Linked DNA regions of Mus musculus: all the other regions are linked to region 2. Evidence: chromatin contacts called from public promoter capture Hi-C data. All regions are on one chromosome and are shown on one strand. The core of a region is the stretch at or near the end of the contact, and the rest is flanking DNA. Distances in the headings are between cores, read along the strand shown. Region 1 overlaps Clec9a (C-type lectin domain family 9, member a). Region 2 holds the start of BC035044 (cDNA sequence BC035044). Region 3 holds the start of Clec7a (C-type lectin domain family 7, member a).

Region 1 (3,963 bases), core at 701-3,200, 530 kb after region 2:
AGAAGCCTGATACTTTTACAGGCTCCTGATTGGAATTGTGACTCGTATACTTAAGACTTGGTTTTATTGCTTCCCTATTAGTTAGGTTTTCTATTGCTGTGATAAAACACTGTGACCAAAAAGCAAGTTGGGGAGGAGTGGGTTTATTTTGTTTACAAGTCCGCATTGCTGTTCATCACCGAGGGAAGTAAGGACAGGAACTCAAGCAGGGCTTAAACCTGGAGGCAGGAACTGATACTGAGGCCATAGAGGGATACGGCTTACCGGCTTATTCCTCATGACTTTCTCAGCCTGCTTTCTTATGAACCCAGACTTGCCAGCCAAGGAATGATAACACCACAGTGAGCTGAGCTCTCACCCACCAATCACTAACTGAGAAAAGGCCTTACAGACCTGCCTGTAGTTTCTTAATTGAGGTTCCTCCTCATAGATGACTTCAGGCTTTGCGTCAAGTTAACATAAAACTACCCTGAACATCTTCTGAATCTTCCTACCAGCCCTCCTACCATATCCTTTATAAAGTTGTTTTCATAATCCAAATGCCTAAATGGCCAATAAACTGTTAGTCCTTTGTATCACTTAATGCTGAGAAAACTTTCTGGTAAAAAGACTGTGATAACTATTGATCGATTTCTATATTGAGCTTTCCAGATGAGAATGGCATTTCATGGGTACAACCAAGTGCCTTAGTATGTTGAGAACAGAGCCGAGAGAAACGCATTGGCTCTCACCTACCTTTATGCAAACATGGCTTGGTTTTCTTTAGAAACTATTTGTTCAAATTATATCAACATATCCTTTGTAAAACTTAATAGATGCTATTTGAAGGAGGACAAAACCACCACAGAAGGCTACCACATTAAAGCAAACTAAAATAAATCCAACAGCATCTCTGGAGAGTTTCCCTTTCAAATACCACTGTCATCTTCACATCTAACCTCTAACCTGAGAAGTTACCTTACTTTTTCAGGTTGCCAGCAGAAAGACAGCGATCAGCCGGCCAGATCTGTGGATACCTCAAAGATTCTACTCTCATCTCAGATAAGTGCGATAGCTGGAAATATTTTATCTGTGAGAAGAAGGCATTTGGATCCTGCATCTGAAAGATACAACTCAAAGCTACCTGTTACACAAGTGTTTGAAAGAGGCCAAAGAGCAAACACAGGAGGAGATTGATGTGAGACTATGAAGGCAAGCTTGATTTTTTATTTACACTTGGCAATAGTCTGTAACGCTTTGCAGATTTCAGTTGACCTTGTCCATTGTGCCAAGGAAAAAATTGATTTAGAGCTACAGAAGATCTGACTCAGTGAGAACAAAGAAGAGAAAATAATTTCCTGTGTGTTTGAAAGTCCAAAGTGACGATCCATACCACACCGAGATCTAGCTGTCCTTGTGGGAGTTTTTATGCAATCCTTGGTTTGTACTTTTAGTAAACAATTCTATCTACTATACTTACAACTGACAAAATTTTCTTCAGGTCACCTTCCAGTAATTATAGATCATAAGATCACACACTGAGAGGAGAGAGATGGATTTCTAAACTGTAGTATTACCACCAATCATACGCCAGGGGTCCTTTGGCTCTAGGTAAAAATGAGCAGAATGGGGACCTCCAGTGTTTTTAATCTTCTTCTGAGGCCCAGGGCCTGGGGGATGACCTCACAGATATAGAGATTTACAGTTTCTAACCCTTGGAGCTAGGGGGCTATTGCTCCGGGATCTGAGTGCTCAGGTTGAAGGCTTATAGCTTTTCGTTTTAATCACTACTGGCTCTGGGTCTTGGCAGCTTTTACAATCCCTAACCTTTAGCAGCAATACCAGACAGCAGTCAGTAGCAGCAAGCAGCTCCCACTAGTGTTATAGCTCTTGGATGGCTTTAGGGTGGTGGGGCATTAACTCTGCAGTGACTACTATTACAGTCCTCTGGTCTAGAATGCAGGAATCTCCCATCAGCCCTTGTTGGCTGTTAGTGTTACAGCTCTCAGCATAGGTTTTCTGTGATCCTTGGTTCCAAAGACTGCAGCTGCTTGGCACTCTTCCAGGTCTCCAAGCCCGTGTTTCTCCTTCCTGGTTGGCCACAGTCTTCTGTCTTTACTCAGCCTTGCTTTTCTGCCTTCTCTCATTTCTCTAACTCTACCATTCCTCAGTCTCTCTGTTTCTGCTGCCCATCCTTTCTGCCATGACCCATCTCTGGAATTTTTCAGGTGTTCTCTTGTCTGTCGACTGCCACGGTAACTGCTGTCACCACTAGAGCTGCTTGCTCTGCTTGGTTGCCTTTGCTCCCATCTTGTGCTTCTGCATCTTCTCTTTGTGTTAGCAGCTCAGGCTACTCTTCTAATGCAGGGCAAAGGAGGAGAAAAAGGACCATTCGGGAAGTCTTTTATTGGTGTTAATGTTACAGCATCAGGAGTGTCAGAGGAGGGGGTGTCCTGGCTGACTCTAAAACTGAACTAAACAGCCCATTTAATAGATAAGAAGTGGGTGTAGTGCGGGTGTCTGCACCTTCACAGTAGCTCTTCAAGGACTGTGTTTGCACCAATCACAGCACAGACTCTTGTTTACAGTCACAGATCTTCCCTAGGTTCATGGTTGGAAGTGCTCCCTCTCTGGCCCAAATGAGAACTGCAGGACAGGCTGGGCCTTGGGCAATTTGCCAAAAGGCTTCCCTTGCTTAGTTAGAGTGCTGTTTTCCATAGGCTATTCCAGTTGTGGGAGCAGTCACAACTGGAGCATGTCTTCAGCCATGGGGTGGTGGTATTCTTCAGTAGCTAGAGGGGCTTCAGAGTAAAGTGCCCAAACTGCTGGCTGGACTGTCATGAGGGCAGTCTGGCCAGATGTTAGTAAAAAGGCTGCTTGGCTGATAGCTTGAATTCACGTTCACAGACAATAAAAGTGTGTTTACAATAAATACTTAATAAAACCCCAGTACATGACAATTCGAATAGCACTTAGCAGTACTTCATAAAAATGAACATTTAACAGGGTTTAACTTCTGCCCCAAAGCTGTAGAGTCATTGAGTCCCTCTGATCTGCCTCAGAAGGAACCAGGGCTTTTTCTGTCTATGGTGCTTTTCAGACTGCAGAGTTCTGCTGGGAAAGGTACTCTTTGAATTTCATGTAGGGGAAGGATTAGCATGGACATCAGCATGTCCCATTGTGTAGGTGGAGCCTTCCATCCTATTGCTCACAGATCAAACGGCTCAGTCTGCGCTGACAAGATGAACAAGATGAACAACCTAGTTCCTCTAACTGCCTGTGTCTCAACCTTCCTGCTATAAAACTGTAATACAATTCACTTCAAAATACTGCTTAAGAACACCATCCAAATATTACATGCAAACTATAAAAAATGATACTTTAGATAAGAAAGGGTAAATGAAAATGAGTGCTATCTACCAGAAGAAAAATTAGCTAATTATAGTTATCATGTTCCGTACTTATAATGTGTCATCTCTAAATCATACTACATACATAACATGCTCTTAATAAATATTTGATAAATTCAGTATGATTGTATCTAATCTTTTATTCTGACAAAAAGAAGCCTAGAGGTACAATATTTCCATCTTTCCCTTTACATTAAAAAGGCATAACTTAGATAAATGACAATAATGAAAATGATGGTAGTAATGATAATAAAACCTAATTAACTGAAGTAGCAGAAATTATTTAAAGGAAACTAGGTTTCCTTTGACTTGAAGTCATTTTTTCAGTGGCTTGGTCCTGTAGCATTGAGATGATCATGTCTTTGTCTTACTTTTATTTATTTACACTGATGAGGTGGTTTAAAAGGTGGAAGCAACACACACACACACACACACACACACACACACACACACACACACTCAAAAAAGGGAAAAGAAATTTCTTTCATTTTATGCTGATCCTGGGAGAGTCAAGAGCCCACAGACTGTCAAGGTTGTAGGCTGTTTGGTTTTCACAGCTGGCAGCTGGTAGCTA
Region 2 (3,744 bases), core at 910-3,409:
TTTCTCAGATAAGCCATGTGCTTCTGAGGGCTAGTAGTCTAGATGAACACCAGAGGGCCTTAAGAGAGTCCATGACTGAGCAATAAAATGGTGAGGTTCTAAAATGGCGACTTTTTTCATCACCTTCCGGACCTGAGAACAAATCTTGGCTACTTAAAACAAGTCTGTGCAGCCTTTCTCCTCTCATTGGTGCCCCTGCCAGTGAGCAAATCCAAACAGTTCAAGGCCAGAGCAGGATGTGGTTTTTGATTGACACAGTAAGATGAACGAACTTGCTCTTTGTTTCATTATGGTGAATATATTCAAAACCCCTTGGGCTAGCTTTAGAATTACGGTACGTTATTGTGAGCAGTATTCATCCTACTGTGCCTTTGAACACCAGATCTGATATCACTTTAAAGAAATTATTATCTGTTCTGTCTCTACTCCCCACAGCCCCTGGTAAGAGATATTTTTACTTGCTTGTGTGTTTACAATAGCCAGCACATGGAACACACTAGTAGGCTTCTCTGATGACTTAATAAGCCAACTCGAGCTGAATTAAAAGTAGAAAAGCATATTTATTTCAGAACAGTTCCAGGGCAAGGTCACCAGTCTCAGGGCACAAGGTGGAAGTCCTGCCCAGGCTATGGCAGGGAAGGTGTTTTTATAGATTGTTGGTGAAGGAAAATGACCTGTCTGCCACAAGCTGGGCTTGAGTCCCAGCGTGGTCACCTAGGCTGGGGACAAGGTTGCTACAGCTACCATGAATGTGGAACTGGGCTTTGGGTGCCAGGGCTGGGGTGGTGGGAGGTGTGGGGTATGGGCCAAGTCGGAGGCTCCAACCAAACAGACATCAGCATCTATCAGTGGATGAGTGTGGAAAACCTGTGATACATACTCCCATATATACTGGAATACTATGTACTAGTAAGATAGGATGTCTTTTGTGACAACATGGCTGGACCTGGGTGACATGCTGAGACAAATTAGTCAGGCACTGAAAGGCCAACATTGTTCATCAGTTGTAGAGGGGTTTGTTAGCTAAAAGCAGACAGGAGTTTACACTCTTTTCTTCGATTTGGAAAGATTTTTGAAATCACAGTGCAGAACCTGAAATCACAATGAAACCAAACCACTCCTTTACAATCTGAAGGGGTTTAGAAATCTCCCAAGACTTCCTTTCTATAGGGAGTGTGAGGAGGGCTGAGGAGGGCTCCCAGCAGCACATGGCTGAGAGGTGCTGGGGCTGGAAATGAGCACAGGCGAATTTATTATGCTATCATTTTATATTCTGTAGAACTAGAAAGAATTAAGGCTGGGAGTTCTGTGTGGATCCAAAATGCAAAAGCTCAGTGCTTAAAGCCTTCTTTCTAATCCTAAGGCTCCTTTCCCTCCTTGTTAATGTAATAGAAGCTTTCTGGTATTTTAGGTGTGCGAAAATGCACAAAATGCAAGGATTAAAGTCAGTGAAAACTCTGTAAAAACTATAATTAGCACTCAATAAAATTAATTCATTTGGTATACATTTCTGTGAATTTTGAAAACATATAATCAGGTGTTCTTCATTAAGATACATAGGGGCTGGAGACTTGGCTCAACCACTGAGAGCATTTATTGCTCTTGCTAAGGACTGAGGTTTCACTCCCAGCACACATATGGTGGCTCAACACCCACCCCTAATTCCAATTCCAGGGATCCAATATATTTTCTAAATTCCTCTAACAGTAATCATGCATGTAGTACACTACATACATACATACATACATTACATTCACACATTCTTACATTTAGCTGACAAAGCACTCTTAAATGTAAAATAAATAAGACTAAAACAGTCATTTTAAAAATATATACAGACCCCCTACCCTACCTGTTTCCCCGTTGTCTGCTGCAGACACTCTCACCACTCCTCCGCCACAGCCATGAGTAGTCACCTTTCCAGATGACTTAAAATGGGTCCATGAAGCAGAGAAGTCCCACAAGAGTTCTTTCAGCTTGTCACAGCAATGCCTTCTGCTCATCACTCACAGTGCAGTGCTAATCAGTAGTGTGTCAGAAACATGCACTGCTGGTGAGATGCTGAGGGATCATACCCATAGCATCGCCTACACAGAATCATGCTCTGAGTTCAGAAATTTTTAAGAATCTCACCAGCAAATACTATGCAAAGAGGTTGTGAAAAGCTGTCAGGAAACTTCTAGAGAAGTGATAGGAGGAAGTGAATAGTGGCAGTTGGGGGTCTCTTCACAAAGGAAACTGGGACTTCCTGTAGCTCTCTGACCTTTGCATGAGCTTACTTTCGGGTTAGTTTAGGGACACTTTGGGGAAGAAGCCCTTGGGACATTTGGCCTGTTAAAGTGGCATGAGATAAGGCAAGCACAGGCATGTGTTCCAAGTTGTTTCTTGTGTTGAGAGGTTTACCTTGTCATCAGCTTGGGGATATTTTAATGGTCACAAATGTGTCATTTTCACAGGGATCCTTAAAGCTGCTGCAAATATTCACATAAAGATGTCTTGCAACTTGAATTCCTTTCCAGCATGGGAATATGTGGGTAGGATGGGAGCATATCACATTTTACACTTACAAACAGCTTTGTAGAAGCTGTAAAATTTAGCCTTAAGAAGTTGTTAGTTCTACCTCAACATGGACATCCACATCAATGTATAACCATCCTGTTATGCAGACAGTGATTTTGCTCTTAAATCGAAGATGATTTTGCCCAAGACAAGTTCACAAACATTCCCTTACTTTTCTAAAAATCAAATGACTTTATGATATTAAGTTTTGTGCTTGGATCTCTATGTCTACAAATGGACTGTAGAAATTTATGCCTATTTATTTATTTATTTATTTTTTTAGGAGACAGATAGAAGGTTGTTTCAGTAGCACACACGGGAGTGATGCCATCTTTTCCCTGTCTAAAGACTGTTCATCTCTGTTAAGTGTCTCTTGACCACCCACATGTGTTTGACCTCATTGTGGAGTCCTGTTTTCTGCTGTGTTGTTTCAGTGTCTACTCTGATGCTAGCACCAGGCTTTCATTCCTGTTCCCATGAGAACATGAGACATCAGGTCAGGCCTTGTGATCTTTCTGATTTTGACCTCTTCATTCTCAGAATAATTTTTGACTATTAATTTTTGACTCTTTTTAATTTTCATATTACTTCTCATACAACTTGGTGCTATGATTTTTTTTTTTCTGAAGGCAACTACATCTCTGGAATATGTTACACATATATGTGTGTTCAGAAATTGTTGACATGAGCAATATGGAGTGTTCTAGTTCATTATGTGTTTAGCGCTGCCTTGATTTCTTTCTTTATTTCAAAAATGTAACATGTACGAGTGCTTCGCCTGCATAGATATCTATGGATTGTGTGCATTCCTAGTGCCCACCAAGGTTAGGAAAGTTCTCAGACTTCCTGAATATGGATTTACAGAGGCTTGTGAGCTCTTATATTGGTTCTAGATTTAACCCAGGTCCTCTGAAAGATCAACAAATGTTCGAAACCACTGAGCCAACTTTCCTTTTTATTTCTTTATATATTTACATGTAGTTTTTGTTATGCTGACTATGAACATCCTATTTTTAGATTTGTAATTTTATGTTTTTTTGGCATTACTGTCTAAGATATTAATTTCCACTTGACAGGACAATACAACTGATTTTACCATGCTGTCACCCTGTCCTGCAGTTTTATAAACTCATTTTTTTTTTTTTTTTTTACATCCAACGGTCTTTTGTAGATTTGTTTGGATTT
Region 3 (4,153 bases), core at 433-2,932, 580 kb after region 2:
AGGCTCTAGCGACTTGAGAATCTAACATTGTAGTGTAAATCTCCATTTTCCTCCAACTTCAGGATGCCTCTTCCTCCATTGCTTCAGCCATGGCATCATGGCCATACCATCTGTAACTCCTCCATTGTAGGCTCACAGGCTAGTCTATAGATCTGGACACTATCCATTCCCTGAAGTCCTACTTGGTCACAGAGCAAATAGCTTTCTGTAGGAGAAACAGCACCAATGACTAAGGATAGCTTTTTCTTGTCATTTATATGGTGCATGATTTAAACAAGTTATTTTCTCTATGCCTTTGTTTTTATTTATTTTTTTTATTTCCAAGTTTTGAAATTAGATCAATAGTACCTTCAAATACTGTTGCTGGGACTGAGCACTTTAGTTTACGCAGCATACGCATATAAGCCATGCCCCTTCCCTCAATCAATTTTTAGACTATTTTCCAAGCAAATTTCACAAGAGAGTGATTGTGTAAGTGGTTATAAATAATTGCATAATGTGAACATCAAAAAGCGGAAGAAAACAAACTGACATTAGAACCCGTCAGTCATCTCTTCCTTTAAGTTAACAGCGAACTGATTTTTGTTTTAAGCTGATGATACCAACAACAGAAAGCCAAGTCATAGAGCTGCCCAATAGGTGACCCTGAAAGAGACTAAAACACTCACTCCGTGTTAGGACTTTAATGTCCTTTATTCTTGTCTTGTTTCCGTTTTAATATCTATCTCCTGATAATGAGACATTTTAATGTAGCTTGTGTTTTCCATAGCTGACATACTAACATCTCGTTTTATAAAATCCAAATTAATCTCTTACCAAAAGAGCATAGCGGATTTGGGATTTACACCCCATGACTCCTGGCTTCTCTTTGGGTTTAACCAAAGATGCATTCATTTTTATTTCCCACACACTCCTCTATGGTTGCATAGAGGACCATGACTTTAGCATACTGTGTTGTATGATTGTACAGGTTGTTCGTTTATCTGTTTCCTGGCCCCCTCACAAGTTGCTAAAAAACAAGGAAAAAGCAACTCTACTAAAATTCTTTCATCTTTCTCTTTTACTCATGTTACCAGTGCTACCTCTGACTGTAGAGTAGAGTAGTCCTGTTTTCTGCCATAAACCAAAAGCAATTTGTGGAAGTCGTTGATGACTTCCAGCAGTCTTTAAAACTATACACACACACACACACACACACACACGTGTGTGTATACATGTATATATATATATATATACATATATATATATATATATATACATATATATACATACATACATATATATGTGTGTATACATGTATATATATATATATACATATCATATACATACCACATATACCAAATATATATCATACACACACGCATATATGAAAATATATTTTTGTAGGCAGTTCTACAAATCAAGAATCTCTCCAGGTCTCTACTTCTGTTATTTCAGTTAATGAGAACAAAGGTGCTGTTAGCAGAAAGAAAATGGATACCTTTCTCTGATCCCCTGGGCCTTTTATGGATGTCTTGAGTGCTGAAGTCTAATTGAGTATATCCATCTTCATCCAGATTCTCTATATGAGAGTGATATTTCATTGCTTCACAGGGCCCTAGGTAGGCAGAGCACTTGAATGTTCTTTACTATAAAATAACTGCCAGGATGAGGCTCACTAACCCAAACCCTGAAACAGCCCTTTGCGAGGTTCATGGAGCACAGCTTAAGTAGTCAAGCCAGTGCCCAAAGCAGGAAATGAAAACGCGTTGGAGTAATTTCCCTTTTTTCCTCTAGATCCTGTTTCTGAGGCTGTAACTTCTGAAGAAAACTGAAATGCTGTATGATGCATGACTGTCGTTTTAGATCAACTGTATGACTGATCCATTGACTACAGTCTTAAAAGACATTGGTTACACTCCCCATTGAAACTGACACGATTAATTGGTATGGCCTACATAAACTTTTAAGCAGTTTGAGTGTCTTGAATTCGACACTGGCTTGTTAGAACTCTGATTGCATCCCCACATCCTTTCATGTGTTCATGCCATCCATTGTAGTAAATACTCTATAACTGCCTGGAGTCGGCAGCATTGGCGGAAGGCTCTCCACAAGGAAATTTATTGCCTGATGGAGGAATCACAGCTGAGCATCCAAAGTACATCACTCCAGCGACACAAAGCGAATGATTCTCTTGGAGGTTTATCATGGAGTAGAAATAGATAGGCGCAAACATTTACTGGGAATGATTCTGCCTTAGTTACTTCACAGCACACCCGCATTCTCATTCTGTCGCCCTCTCTAAGAATTACGCTTTAGCACATATTAGCATTACTATTTTCAAATAAGGAGAAGAAGACATGGATACTCGAAGATGGAAATTTCAAAACTAGAACAAGGGACTAGAACAAAGTCTACTAAGTTTTTAAGACTTGGAATTACTTACTGTTGCACTGGCTTCATTCTTCTGGACTCTTATGATACATATAATAGCCTGAAACATAAAAATAAATTCTCATTCTCTCTCTCTCTCTCTCTCTCTCTCTCTCTCTCTCTCTCCTCTCTTGCAATTCTCAGATTAACAAAAAATGATCAAATAAGTACAGTTTTGAAACAACCATCACTTGATTACTGCTGTAAGTCAACAAGGAGAACATCAAAGAAATGAGAATAGACTTAGTTTAAGGATATGATTGAATTGGAGAAGAAGGTTTTCCATGAATGGAAGTCAGAGTCCACAAAACAAAATTTGAAGACTTTTTCAAGGCTAGAGTGTGCTAATAAAAAAAAAGCTGCAATACTAAAGGGATAGCTAGAGTGAGTCTTCATCAGGACTTGTCAATTGGCACTTATTAAACTAAGAAACTCCTCATCTTTATGACTTGAGGCAGTGGCACACCTGGAAACAATGCACTCTCCTCCAATTCCCAGAGACTGTGAGGAAGAGCAAGGACAATCATCCTCGAATGTTTGCCCTTGAGGAGACTGTTCAGGGTGGTGGACTTCTCATGCCAGAGAAAAGATACTATATTGCAAATCCCAAACATATCTGCTGTAAGAGTGGATTTACCTACCACCTGCTGTCAAGATGTTTTTGTTTTGTTCTGTTTTGTTTTGTTTTTTGAGACAAGATCTCAAAAACTCAGTATTCTCCCTGATCATGGGATACAAACTCAGCTCTGACTTAAGAAACTGGTAGCACTACGAGCATACTTGTATAGGTACCTCAGGCTTTTGGACCCATCAGTCCTTAGGAACAAAGCCCTTATTTACTTGGAAGCCATTATGGGCCTGCCAGGTGTACTGGTGAAGATGGGAGCAGTTGTTATCTGAAAATGAGTATGTACCTCTCAAAGTCTAATATGGATAGAGACAATAGAGCACTCAGCAGCGAGTGAGAGCCTTCATCTTACATAGTCTGCCACACAAGTCTTACTGAGTATTCCTGGATATGTCATAGAGGGGTTGTGTCTGCCTATCTCAATATCCACATTCAATCCAATAATGCAATCTTTGCAACGCAGCATGGTGAGATGTAGGAATCCTCCCACCAAATAAGGTATGCTGACATCTGAGAAAATGACACAAAGAGGAAGATGACCCTGGCCCATGCCATGAGATCTTCACATGAGAGGGAGAGGGAGTGAGAAATCCTCTTTCAGTGTCTAGAGGAAAAGGACATCCGTATTTCATAAGAAGACGCAGACAAGAGAATGCAAGCCAACAGTCCCTGCCAAATTCCCCTCAGTCATTGCTAATTAACTAAATTCTGGGTCACCCTTGGGGTAGAGACTTAAAAGTCTGAGGGGGTTGTTGATATGATAGCCTCCTGTGGGGGAAGGTAGTGGGTGACAGAGGAGTATGGGACATGGAAAGAATTAAATTTCATCACATAAACATATAAAAGTGTCATAAAAAATGAAAAACTGCTTCTAAGAGTTAAGAATCTTATGTATAGTCGTCATACTTACACTTCCTAAGAAATTAATCTTCTTACTCAACATGAATTTTTTCTTTTATTTATTTATTTATTTATTTATTTGATATTTTCTTTATATACATTTCAAATGTTATCCCGAAAATTCCCTATACCCTCCCTGCGCCCTGTTCCCCTACCCACCCACGCCCAATGAATATATATTGATAAACATACTTGCACATTTGTGTCTATAAG

Evidence for each region. Promoter capture Hi-C pulls out the DNA fragments that hold promoters and counts their contacts. Capture Hi-C pulls out chosen DNA fragments and counts their contacts.
Region 1: a contact with region 2 is called in a promoter capture Hi-C map of liver, with 4 times the contacts expected there. The contact joins the enhancer-like site here to the promoter of BC035044 in region 2. A contact is called at or near these places in 7 of 39 promoter capture datasets (the 3T3-L1 cell line, cranial neural crest, hematopoietic stem and progenitor cells and 3 more) and 1 of 9 other capture datasets (adipose tissue).
Region 3: a contact with region 2 is called in a promoter capture Hi-C map of liver, with 2.5 times the contacts expected there. The contact joins the promoter of Clec7a here to the promoter of BC035044 in region 2. A contact is called at or near these places in 3 of 39 promoter capture datasets (the HPC-7 cell line, cranial neural crest and hippocampal neurons), 1 of 115 datasets of contacts at active chromatin or transcription factors (large pre-B cells) and 2 of 9 other capture datasets (adipose tissue and liver).

Annotation. Positions count from the first base shown.
Region 1 is chr6:129,421,256-129,425,218 of GRCm38.p6, forward strand. It overlaps Clec9a (C-type lectin domain family 9, member a), which reads left to right. Exons shown (of 7, transcript NM_001205363.1): 7 at 971-3,509. The coding sequence ends at 1,103. It also overlaps a transcript of Clec12b not described here. Among named protein-coding and RNA genes, the nearest start is that of Clec9a, 14 kb to the left of the region's middle. Within about 2 kb of position 1,951, at least 103 of the 459 cell types and tissues checked have an H3K27ac peak or open chromatin away from gene starts, as enhancers often do. A contact at or near this core is called in adipose tissue and liver, where this site is marked.
Region 2 is chr6:128,888,965-128,892,708 of GRCm38.p6, forward strand. BC035044 (cDNA sequence BC035044) reads right to left here and starts at 2,160. Exons shown (of 3, transcript NM_001254946.1): 1 at 1,853-2,160. The coding sequence starts at 2,003. The region is part of intron 1 of Clec2i (C-type lectin domain family 2, member i); the gene reads left to right.
Region 3 is chr6:129,471,103-129,475,255 of GRCm38.p6, forward strand. Clec7a (C-type lectin domain family 7, member a) reads right to left here and starts at 1,683. Exons shown (of 5, transcript NM_001309637.2): 1 at 1,481-1,683. The coding sequence starts at 1,583. The region is part of intron 2 of Gm45969 (a long non-coding RNA gene); the gene reads left to right.